Regions from separate parts of the Zea mays genome. Here all the other regions are linked to region 3. The links are chromatin contacts, called in public Hi-C maps. All regions are on one chromosome and are shown on one strand. Each heading gives the region's core, a stretch centred on a gene start, on an enhancer-like site or on the middle of the called end of the contact. The rest is flanking DNA. Distances are from core to core; before and after follow the strand shown.

Region 1 (4,156 bases), core at 1,080-3,579, 220 kb before region 3:
GGCTTTACTTTAGTTATAATGTGAGCATAAACATCTTAAAAAACATTTAGAACATGATAGTAAGACACTGGCAGAGAATGCCACTCTCATTAAGAAAAATATAAATGGAACATGTTCATCCACATGATCCCACATGATCGAAGGAAAACAAAAACACCTGGTTCAAAGAGTTAAGCAACATAAAGTACCACTAATGTTCCTGGGACATCATTTGACACGTTATAGCTCAAACTGAGCAAAAACAGAGTAAGAGTTGCACTAATATTACTGAAAACCCATTTGAGACCTCACAAGTCAATCAGGGCAAAATGAAACAAATGTTGAGCAATTCATACAGCTGAATAAATATTCAGCACATAGTTCTGAACCAATTGAAAGCAAAAGGTTTATCTCAATGATATGAGATGATTATTATCCGTATGATTCAGAAGTAAAGCAATAATAAACAAAGAAAGAATTAGGTGGAACACTTGCTTACCAGAGACATCAAAGGTACCACCTCCCAAATCAAACACTAGAATTGTTTCATTATTTTTCTTCTCGAACCCATAGGCCAATGATGCAGCAGTTGGTTCATTTATAATACGGAGAACTTCCAGTCCTGCAATGCGGCCAGCATCTTTAGTTGCTGTCCTTTGTGAATCATTGAAGTATGCTGGTACTGTAACCACTGCTTTTGTAATTTTCTCATTAAGAAACTTAGATGCATCATCCACCAACTTCCTCAAAACCTGTTCGGATAATAAACCAAGATAAGTCAAATGTACAACTTACTTTTTTTTTATCGAAAGCGCAGGGGAACTGCGCCTTAAATATATTAAGAAGAAGATAATAAGGTCTAAAATAGCACATCTACTGGACTCCAAGGGCCTCTCCTGGACTTTGGGAAGAAGGAGAGGCCCTTGGCTCCAGCTAATTCCCAATGTACAACTTACTACAAAAGTAAAATGATAAGTATAGCACATCTACTGGACTGGTAGCTAGTAGCAACTCAAAAGTAGTTCTATACAGATGATAGTGTGCCATATTCTTATACATTCAAAAACTCACTCCCCCAGGTCATAAGTACATAAGAACACAAATGACCAACTGCGTAACTGAAGCAAAGAAATTTCAAGCAAACCACAATGTTGATAGAAATCATATCACAATGCCATTTGTTTTCAAGCTGAAATCAAAATACATAAACCCAGTTTGGTGCACCCAGAATTTTACATATGCAGCCTTCTGGGGAAAAAATCCATGCATTCAAAACTGGCACTAACTCTCCAAAGAATCAGAACAGTATAGCATTACCAAATATTCTAACACAGACTGGGTGCCTAGTAACACAAAAACAACTTACTTTAAATTCACTCAGTGTTTATGTGGCAAAATACACCTTTTACCTCAAACGCAATGTAACCACTTGCATTACAAAAAGCATCCATCTGGATCTGGTGTACCTTAACAAATGATTTGCCAGGTCCAGGAGCTATTCTCTAGTAAAACTGCAATTGAATGACAACAAGAGTAGCATTTACCCATATCCTCAGAACTCTAATTTCTGTACAAGTCGTCCCATGAAAAAAATACAGTAAAAGTAAAATGCATATCCACCAGCTGAGAGTAGAAAACCTATCTAACATAACAAGTTACCTGCGCAGAGATCTCCTCGGCAGCAAACTGTTTGCCAATAGCGGGGCAGTCGAGTTTGACGTTGCCGTTGTCGTCTTTGACAACGCCGTACGAGACCTGCTTGGCCTCGTCGTCGACCTCAGACATCTTGCGGCCGATGAAGCGCTTGACAGAGAAGAAGGTGTTCTCGGGGTTCACGACCGCCTGGCGCTTAGCGATCTGCCCCACCAGGCGCTCCCCTGTCTTGGTGTACGCCACTACGGAGGGAGTCGTGCGCGCACCCTCAGCGTTGGTGACGACGGTCGGCTTGCCGCCCTCCATGGCGGCGACCGCGGAGTTGGTGGTGCCCAGGTCGATCCCCACCACCTTCTCGCACGTGACCCGCAGCGCGGAGCCCCCGCGGACCCCGCGAGAGGGCGCGCGCATCTGCACCGCCGCCAACCGCCGGCCCACGAAGAGGGAGCTCGACGGAATGGCGCCCCCGGGGCCGCTCCGCCGCCGGTAGCCGAGGAAGGGCGAGGCTCCGCCCGCTGCCGCAGCGCCGACCTGGGAGCAGGTGAAGGAGGCCATGGCTCGCGCTCGTGCCGGGGGAACTCTAACCCTATCCAAGGAGGGGGTTGACGAGGTGAGGTGGGGACTGGGGGGAGCGGCGGAGGGGAGGAGGGGCGAGGGGATAAGACGGGGAAGGAGGAGGGACGGAGGGAGGAAAGTTTATACTGGCTAGACGCTGACGTGTGGGGCCTGCCGCTAGGAAGTTGGCATGCACTGCGGGTCGCGACGGCGGAGGCCGTGGAGACAGCGTGAGGTTTTGAACAACTGGGGTTTGCCGTTTGCACTTAGTCCAAATTTCTTTTGCATTTTAGCCATTTTTCCAAAAAAAAATAATCATGTTTAGATCCTGACGTCTTAATTTTTTTTTAATTTGCTCGGCGCCGTAGTCTATAGCGCCGAGATAATACTGATCAGCGCCACAGTCTATAGCGCTAAGATACGTGACTCATTGACTAGTGAGGGCTGATGCGATGTTTTCGTGGAGCCGACGTGGCAGCTATCTCGGCGCCACAGATCTTGACGTCGAGCTAGTATTTAAACGCCGGGGCAGTTTCTCTTTCTCCATTATCTCCCTAACCTCTCTCACTGAACCGATGGAGCCCCGCCGCCGCCCAAGCCCGCTGCTCCCCCCGTCGTCACTCGAGCCCCGCTCCACGCCGGCCTGCCGCCCGCGCCACAATGTCGTTGTGCCGCCCTCGCGCCGCCCGCGCCAACGAGGTGCTCCCTCGCCGGACCGCCACCGCCTGGCCTGCTCCTCCCGTGCCCCGCTAGGCCTGCTCGCCGGACAGTCGTCGCCTCCCATGCACCGCCATCGCCGGTAAGCACACCACTCCGGACCGCCACCTCCTGCATCGGTAGTTTAGTAATTAGTTAGTATTTCTTTAGTGTTTAGGGTTTAGTAATTAGTTAGTATTTACTTAGTTTAGTGGTTAGTTAGTATTTAGTGTTTAGTATTTTAGTATTTAGTTAGCATTTAGTATATCTTTAGTTTGTAGTTAGTTAGTATTTCTTTAGTTTGCAGTATTTAGTTAGCATTTAGTTACTATATATTTCTTTAGTTTGTAGTTAGTTAGTATTTAGTAATTTAGTATTAGTTAGCACATGTTCACTTGGTTTAATGTATAGTTAGTTACCTATTTACTTGTTAGTATATGTAGTTAGCTAGCTATTTAGTTGTTAGTATATAGTTAGCTATTACTTGTGAGTATATTTAGTGAATGTTCTTGTATATGTCTGTCATAGTGTTGTTATCTCAATTGTAGAGTGTGCATGTCAGCCATCGTGTTGTTCGTTTCTCTGCAGGTTTCAGAAACCTCATTGTATAGGGAAGGTGATGCCGGATTTATTACTTGGAGTAATATGTTTTTTTGTAGATACGAGACCATCAGGCTCCACCTCCGCCATCGGTAGCTTGTCTCCACTGGAACCTCAGGTATACCCTATTTTCGCACAGTATTCTTTAATTATATTACTCTGTTTGATGTGGTTAGTTATTAGTTAGTATATAGTTATTAGTTAGTATGTAGTTATTACTTGATTATTACTTATTAAGTATTTAGGAATTAGTATATTAGTAGATGAGATTAGTAATTAGTTAGGCATTAGTTGATAGTGTAAGTCAGGTACCATATTTAATGGTTATTGAGTTATGAATTCGTTTTTGTGGTTAGTTATTAGTTAGTATATAGTTATTAGTTAGTATGTAGTTATTACTTGATTATTACTTATTAAGTATTTAGGAATTAGTATATTAGTAGATGAGATTAGTAATTAGTTAGGCATTAGTTGATAGTGTAAGTCAGGTACCATATTTAATGGTTATTGAGTTATGAATTCGTTTTTGCAATAGATGAACGTCCTAATAACATTATACCATGGAGGAAATGTGGAGAAAAATGTTTATGGGAATCTTAGTTTTGATGGAATGAAGAAGGTAATGGTGATGTCTGCGATATAGTTCCTGGCGCATCCAATCTCTGCAAATATA
Region 2 (4,057 bases), core at 71-2,570, 180 kb after region 3:
GGCAATACTACGAGGCCTTTATAAAGTTCCAGTAGCTTCCGAAAACCCGCTACAGTTATGGGAAGAGCACTTGCAAGAATCCCCCGTCTGAACGCCATCGCAGCAAAATCAACCTGAGAACCTCCTTGCATGCAACTCCCCTACTGCCCTTGTCCCTTTCGGGTAAGGTAGTCTTCCACTAGCTTTCCTAATTAGTCAGCCAAGGGCGTCCCATTCCACCCTTGTGGTGGCACGTGTTTCTCAAGTTAAGCTCCATGTTCCAATTAACATTAATGATCTTGACATGAACATAAATAGAATAACAAAAGAATTGGAACATGGATATAATGAAATATTAACCCAAAACCATGTAAAGCAATAGCATAACTACCCAAGTGATTCACGGGTAAACAAGGTAAAATGGATAAACAGACTAGAGTGACCTATTGGGTCCCATCAAAATTAAACCTATGCATTGAATAGTGATAATAAAGAACATTATTGGGTAATAAAAGTGGTCAAGGGCACAACTTGCCTTCAATGAGCTCCTGCTCAGCAACTTCTATCTGCTGGGCACTAGAATCCTCAGTCACAGGCTCTTTTACTCACCGCAATACAAACAAGCACAGTATATAGAGAACATTAACAACACACCAAACATGTAAACAAAATACATAATAATAATCTACACATTAAAATAAAACCCTAGGAATAGGAATCATAAATTTTGGAGTTATAGATTTTAAGATATGAATTTTCAAAGGTTTTATGTGCTTAAAATAGGATTAAGTGGGAAATTAATTTTATTACTGTTTTCATGTCAAAACAGATATTCTAAGTGATAGAAAATAATATTACAAAATTTTAGAAACTGGAATGGGTTAATTTGGAGTTCATATGAATTTTCTATGGAATAAACAAGTTCTAGCCTTTTATTTTTACACTAAAATTCCATTTCTAAATCAATTTCTCTGTTATAATATCTATCTAGGCTGCGCACCAAAATTTGAGAAGCACAGGGGTTATTCTACAAATACACCCGAGACTCAGTCCAACCCCGCAGTGGACCGCGGGTTCATCTCCTAATTCCAGAGGGGCTCTTTAAGCAAAATGCGCCACGAAAGGGTGCGCAGCGATCACGACCGTTGGATTAGACACGGGCGCGCTAGATTAAATTATTACTCTTGCGAACCGGTACGCGATATCGCCCGTCAGATCAAATCTCAATGGTGCGGATTGGAATCTAGTTACAAATAGCGGCAACACGCTAGAACCGCCCGATTTCCTATCTACGATGGAGATCTAATGAAGTCCCCATACCCTCATTTTAACCGTACGATTCTAATCCTACGGGCCAGACCCTTCGTTCTCTGGATTCAATCACAACTGCACGATGCATATCACACGGCACACTGTCACTCTCCTTCCCCTGGCACTGGTTCACGGCGAGCAGGCCACCGCACGGCGGCGGGTTCACTGGAGCTCGCGAAATCCGGTCCTCCCGAGCGCCATACCCCAATTCGCACGACCCTCGCGAAATTGACGATCCCCCAAGCCTGATTCACCCCTCGATTGCTGCCACCATCCATCGTAGAACCCGGTCCACAGTGTGCCGCTCCAGCAACACCCGCTACCCCGAATCGACACACGAGCCATGGCTAATTGGGTGCTACGCGACCGACAAACTGAGGAAATTAACGGGGTTTCTCATACCTAACTGCGCAGCAGAGGTTCTCCGGCCCCGGTGGATGAGTGGAGGTCGGGATTCCGTGGCGTCGACGAGGAATTCCCGAGCGCCGCAACCCAATTCGTGCGAGCAGCGGCCTTGGTTTGCTTCCTGGCGCACCGAAGACGCCCCCCGGTTCACAAGTGAGGTCCCAGCGATGTCAATCCGGCTACACCCGTGAAGGTCGTCGTAGGTGGTTGACGTGAATTCCGCCCGCGATGGAGTAGCTAATGGCGGCGACTTGAGGTGATTGGTCTAGGCGTTGTGAGGCAAAAACCCTAGTGTCCACGAATTTATCTCAGGGTGCGGACGAGTCCGTGGTGTAGCGAAGGTCCGGCCGCAGCTCCTTTCCCAGCCGCATCGCGCGAGGTAGTTGCAACAGCTCGGTCGTCGGGGAAGAGCTACAGAGCGACTGACGATGGGGCCCTCGTAGCAGAGACAAAGGGGCGAGGGAGTGTGACTGCGCAACGGGCTGCCAGACCGGGCCCACGGGGAGGTGACCGTGCGCGCGGGGAGGGGCAGAAACTTGGGTCGCGCAAGGGAAGAACGGAAGTGGGCCAGATTTGGTTGCTTAGGCCCAACTGTGCCCAGTTCTGTTTTTCTTTTAATATTTTCCTTTTCCTTTCCTTCTTTTCCAAATTCAAATTTAAATTCTAGTTTAAATTCAAACTTGTGACAAATTTATCCTTAGATTATATTGTGTCATGACAAGTTTCAATTTGGAGATATATATATATATATTATTTATATTTTTATATCACATAATATTTGTTTGCTTCTCTTTTCTAAATTCTAGAATCTCTTTTAGGTTTTAGATTCCACTTTGGACTTTTTAATATATTCCTTGTCACATTATTATTTTATATTGACACAATATGCTCACAAAATACAAAACCCAGCATGATGCATGATTTATTTGAGTGTCTTTTGTTAATTATTTATTTGTGTAAGTGAGGTGTCCACATGAAATGATAAGTAGAGATAACACACACACATATATATATATATGAATTTAATTTCTCCTTTTAGATTTTTCTTACAAAGTGGGTATTACAATTCCCCAGCTCCCTTTTGAGCCCCACCCGCACCCGCTCTCTCTCCCTTGCCTCATTTCACTCTCGCCCAGCCTCTCTCGTGTGTAGTCGCCGCCACCCGAACTCGCCGGTGATCCGCACCCGCCGCGTCGTCTGCCCGGAGCTCCGAACGTCGCGCCAAGCCCTGCTCGAGCGCTATCCTGAGGTAAGGAACTGTCCCCACACCTTTTTTTTGCCCCGATTCCTTTACCTCTGCGGTGAATTAGAGCTCGTCGGAGCTTTGCCGCCGATTCGCCGCAACCGCACAGCGTCTGGCCGATTCAGCCCCACCGCGTGCTTGCTTTTCAGCCCTAGGTGTCCCACACCCCTCACCGGAGCCTATGTCGGCCTCGGCGCGCTTGATCACCCCTCCCCGCGGTCGGGATTGCTCGCTGGAGTAACCCCGACCCACCCGGAGCACCCTCTCCGTCGTTTGCCAGCTTCCAGCCCCGTTCTCACGGCCAAAACCCCACCATCGAGTTCGCCGGGTTCCCATCACCCGTCCTGACCAGCTCCGGCAACCTCAACCCCCTGGAGCCCGCACCTACCTCATCTATGGCGACTTCACCGCCGCGGACAGGAGCAGCACCGCCCGAAGCCACCAACACCCCTTGGCGTTTGATCTCAACCGTCTGCTCCGGATCCAGCGGCCCAGATCACTGGATACCGATAGCATGGGCACCCCCTGCCCCTGGGTCCTACTTGTCGATCGCCTTCGCCCCTGGCGCTAGGCCCGACTGGTCAGCCCCTCACCCCCGAGCTGCTGACTGCCCTGTCCCGCCTATTAGTGCGTGCTCGCCCGCAGATTCGATCTCGGGCGTTGATCTGCTATCGGATGGCCGAGAACGCCCGATACCCCTTCGCTCGGCCTTTTTGTTAAAGAGCCCCTCGGTTTTCCAAGAATCAAACTGTTGTCCTAGTTTCTTGCACCTGGGCCCTTGGTTTCTTGTAGAGAGACCCCTGGAATGTATTTTAATCATAAAAATAGGTCTAAACTAGGGTTTTGAATCCCAAAACTTGTAAATTTCATGACTTTTGCATATGAACTCCAAATTGGATGGTTCAAATTACAAAATGTTCATTATGTTATTCTCTAGCTGTTTAAATTATGTTCACCCAATGTTTCCATGTTTCAATTTTATGGTTAGTCTCTAGGTTGGAATGCGGCTATGGAAATTTCATTAGAAATAAAATAAAGTTAAAACCCTAATGAATATTCAAGTGCTTAACTTTTTAGACCTAAACTCATTTAATGTATGACCCCATCCATGAAATAAGT
Region 3 (4,011 bases), core at 795-3,294:
TTGGTTCACCCCACCCTAAAGAAAGTACTTGCAAGAATCAAGATTAAGTCGGCCAGTAACCACCTAATCATCGTTCTAGTCGTGCCTCGATCGCCTCACGTGTGCTTTTCTAGCATGTGTGATCCAGTCGAGCCATGAATAGTGCTGGCTAAAACGGACTGGTTGCAAAGTCCACATCTATAGATCCCTCCGCGGGTGATTTTCTCGAATCTATACCATCTTTTGTGGACTTGAATTCTCGGGTTAACCACATGTTAACCGCGACAGTATTCGACATCCACATCCGTCTCATGTGCTACGAACTCACTGTGACCACTTGTTGGTAAACCTCTTTCTGTGTGTTTTACCCAAGAGGTTGCATCTGGTTCTGTTTGGGTAAGATCGCGTATTTTCCACTCGCTCAACAGACTCAGATAGTACAGTGTCATCAGAAAAAGCAAACTGCACACATGGAACCTTATGTGTTCTTCTGGCAGACATAGTCTCTATTGGTGGACATTTCTAAATTACATATTATGTCCACTAGAGAAACCCCATCCTGAGACACTCGCCTTTGCTTGGAGCTGTTTTATGGTTATCGCTGATATGGACATGGGTTACATGCTTCTCTACTCTTAAGAGTCTTTCGCTCCGATTCTTAGGTAGAGATTCTTTTAAGGCGGAAGGGCTGTAACACCCCTGGTGTTTATATTCTGCTTGACAACGAGTATGGAATTAAACACGTAAAATCAGTGGATAAAACATATGCTAAATTTTAATCATCTCGTAAAAGTTCGAGTTTGGTGTCGTATTTATTTCCGTAACCTAAGCCATTAAAATTAGGTTCAAGAAATTTTTGTTATCGAATCTTCGTCGCTGGCAAATTTTGAACTGTTCGGATCACGCGCGTAAGTGAATGCGAGAATCAGAAAACTTCTGATTTTACGTAAAATTTGGAGCCCCGCGCCGTCCAAAAAGAGTAATGCGCCAACACATTAATTGAATTGTTTCTCTCAGCATGTGATCCTTGACGTTAAAGCGAATGATCGACAGCTGGTGAGAATCGTAAAATTAGACGGGACTAAATACAGTCTTGAATACCGAAGCCGAACTCGACAACTAAAGTTTTTAGTGCAAAATCCGTGTCTGGACGACGCACTAACACTCATCCACGTAAACGATGCGTGTCGTCGCTTGCTGAATGGATCGCATTCTCAATGCAGCATCGATATAGCGCGTTTATTTTGCGATATGTCGAGTCGTGTGTCCGTATAAAAGTATACAGAGAATACGGATTCGGAAGCCCGACCCATTCGGATGATTTTTATCCCAGGCAAATTAATCTGAACTCGACGACTAAAATGTTCGGGGCAAAATAATCTGAATCGCGCAATGTCCGAGAAAAATCGTGTGCGAGGTTATGATCCAATTTATCCTTCAGCACGCTGTTTTGGCGATGAAATCACGTATACATTCGTAGATATGGTTCCGGCTAATTTCAGTCAAATCGCAGAGCAAATTATCGACACCGAAACCAGTTTATTTCGGTCGGTCGTTTCTCGTCCGGATCCAAATCTTCGGATATAACTAACTGGTAAAAATTCATGGGATTTCGAGAGTAATCACCAAATCAGATTATATCTAAATTTTTGTATCCGGTATTATTTTGATCCAACTCATTTATGTCTCTTTTAAACCCTACTCCTAGAATACATATTTATCTATGCTAATAAAAGGAAGAAAATCATTTTCCCCCTTGCTGCAAGCGCTCAGCTCTAGGTATTTTCCCTTAGCCATTCAGCCGATGCACTCATCTCCTCTCTGTTCAGTTACGTGCAGTCGCTCAGATTTTTTTGGAGCAGCTATCCTCATCCTTCCACTGTTCTCTCTGATTTTTTTATTCAGCCGACGTCCTCATCCTCTCTCGCGCAAAAAAATCTCTGCCGCCCTCTCTTCCTCTGATTTTTCTCGCTGCGCAGGAGCCGTCACCTTATGTCCTCTCGCTGTTGTTCTTCTCTGAAGCTCTCTCACGCGCGCGCGACTGCCTTCTCTGCTTCTCTCTCCCTCGCGTCTTCTTGTTCCCCGAGCTTCCATCGCCCGCGCCCTGGCATCCGCCTGCTCCTCTCGGCCGACCGGCCCTGCTCCACTGCGCCAAGCTCCTCCCTCACCCTGGTCCCGGTCCTCAGCGTGCCTGCTCCCTGGAGCTCGCCCATGCCGCGCGCTCCTCCGTGCCGGCGTTCTCTACTCGACCATGGCGTGGACAGCCGCCGAGCCCCCTCCGCCCGTCTTCCCTCTGTTCAGAGCGCCGTCACCTGGAGTCCCTACGCGCTCCATCTCTGCCTGGCCATGGAGCTCGCCCCTGGCTCGGATTCCAGCGCCCCGCTCCCTGTTTGCCCCAGCTCGCCTGGCCGCTGCGCAGCCCCCTCGGCTTCTCCTCCCTCAGCTCGTCTCTCCTGCCCGTGCGCGTCCTTCCCATGGCTGTCTGTTCGAGCTCCTCCCTGCGTCGCGCGCGAGCTCGGCGCCCAACTCTCCTGCGCACTGGTCGCCCCTCCCTCTGTTCGCTTGCGCGCAGTCATGCCCCTGCTTCAGCTCTGGAGCATCCCCACGCGCGCGTTCTGTTCCTCCTGCGCGTGAGCTCAGCGCCCCTTCCGGCCTCCTGTTCGCCATCAGCGCAGTAGTTTCTCTTCAAGTGCAGCGCCGGTTGTCCTCGTGCTCAGCTCCAAGCTCGCCCAGCTTTGGTGGTCGTCGCCTCCACCTCGACCTGAGCACCGCCACGGAGTTCGCCCCTTCCAGACTTCCAGTTACCTTGTCGCACCTGCGTTCTTGCCCCTGCCCATAGCACAGCAGTGGCGATGTGCTTCATCCAGCTCTTCCCTAGTCGTCGAGCTCCGAGCACAACCCGAGCACCACCCTTGTCCGCGTGAGCTCGACTGGATCCCCACCTTCGCGACCTCGCCATCGATTTAGCTGCTGCCCATGTCATGCTCCCTGCGCAGCATCTTCCTTAGCCATGGCGAGTCCCTCGCTGCCACGATTGTCCAGTGGTTGGCCCACGCCGTCCCTACTCCTCTCAGTCTGCTGCTACTTGTGTTTGTGTCCGAGCCCGCCCGGCTGCAACCTCGCTTTGCTCTGTTTGTGTCTGATCCCGCCCGGCTGCAACCTTGCTTTGCTCTCCGTGTCGCTGCTCTCCGAATCCAGCCTCATGTTGACGCGTCCATATTTCAGCTTGTCGTGCCGCGTCGTCATCGCTTCCTATCACGAGCTCGATCTCCGTTGTCATCGGGCTTCACACGTTCTCGCGTTTGTCGTCGAGCTGTTGAACCCGTCCTCCCTTGCTCGTGACTTCATCGTCGCCTGAGCTCGCGCTAACCTGCTCAACCCCACCTCGCTAGCTCGCTCTAGACTCGATCTCGTCGTCGTTCCGTGTGTCGTCCAGAAATCCTAAGCGTTGGGTGAAGACGAAGCTAGCCGCGTGATATTTACCAAGTGCTCGACAAAAGACCTGAGCGAGAATCAGCAACGTTTGCTTGGAATTTTAATTAAATCGGTAACCATTCTCTAGTTCGCTATTTCTTTAATTGATTGAGTCGATGGATGAAATAAATTAATGTGCTATTGTGATGCTCACTTGGTGCTCGATAAATTACATGAGTCCCAGAACTCTCGTCGACTTCGTGGTTCTCGCGATTATTGAGCCAGATTTAGTTATGGCGAGTTATTTCGCTATTCTAGTCAATTAGCCGCATTGGTGGACCAAGTAGAATTTTAGCAGGCATGCGTGATGATGAAATATTTTAATCACTTATAAAGATATGTATGTATTTACGATAAAAAATGTGTTTGATATAGGAACAAGAATTTGAATTACTACTTTCAGTAAAAAGAATATTGGTAGATATATATATATGGTATGATTGTGTTCGCGATGGTGAAGTAGTTGTGTCGCGTGAAGCTTAAGATTGAAATATAAATCATACAAGGGAATGTTGTGGTGGATGCGTATGTCGATTAGGTTTAAATTGGTTCTTTGTT

What was found. A called contact is a pair of places that touch in the nucleus more often than the background predicts.
Region 1: a contact with region 3 is called in a Hi-C map of tassel, with 4 times the contacts expected there. The contact joins the promoter of LOC103650436 here to the promoter of LOC100381865 in region 3. A contact is called at or near these places in 2 of 25 Hi-C or Micro-C datasets (ear and tassel).
Region 2: a contact with region 3 is called in a Hi-C map of ear, with 2.2 times the contacts expected there. The contact joins the enhancer-like site here to the promoter of LOC100381865 in region 3. A contact is called at or near these places in 2 of 25 Hi-C or Micro-C datasets (ear and tassel).

Annotation. Positions count from the first base shown.
Region 1 is chr3:99,947,509-99,951,664 of Zm-B73-REFERENCE-NAM-5.0, reverse strand. It overlaps LOC103650436 (stromal 70 kDa heat shock-related protein, chloroplastic-like), which reads right to left and starts at 2,329. Exons shown (of 8, transcript NM_001367263.1): 1 at 1,639-2,329; 2 at 479-731. The coding sequence starts at 2,187.
Region 2 is chr3:99,543,759-99,547,815 of Zm-B73-REFERENCE-NAM-5.0, reverse strand. No RefSeq gene overlaps it. Among protein-coding and RNA genes, the nearest start is that of LOC103650435, 48 kb to the right of the region's middle. Within about 2 kb of position 1,320, at least 17 of the 20 cell types and tissues checked have an H3K27ac peak or open chromatin away from gene starts, as enhancers often do. A contact at or near this core is called in ear and tassel, where this site is marked.
Region 3 is chr3:99,728,668-99,732,678 of Zm-B73-REFERENCE-NAM-5.0, reverse strand. LOC100381865 reads left to right here and starts at 2,044. Exons shown (of 1, transcript NM_001174651.1): 1 at 2,044-3,605. The coding sequence starts at 2,231. The coding sequence ends at 2,818.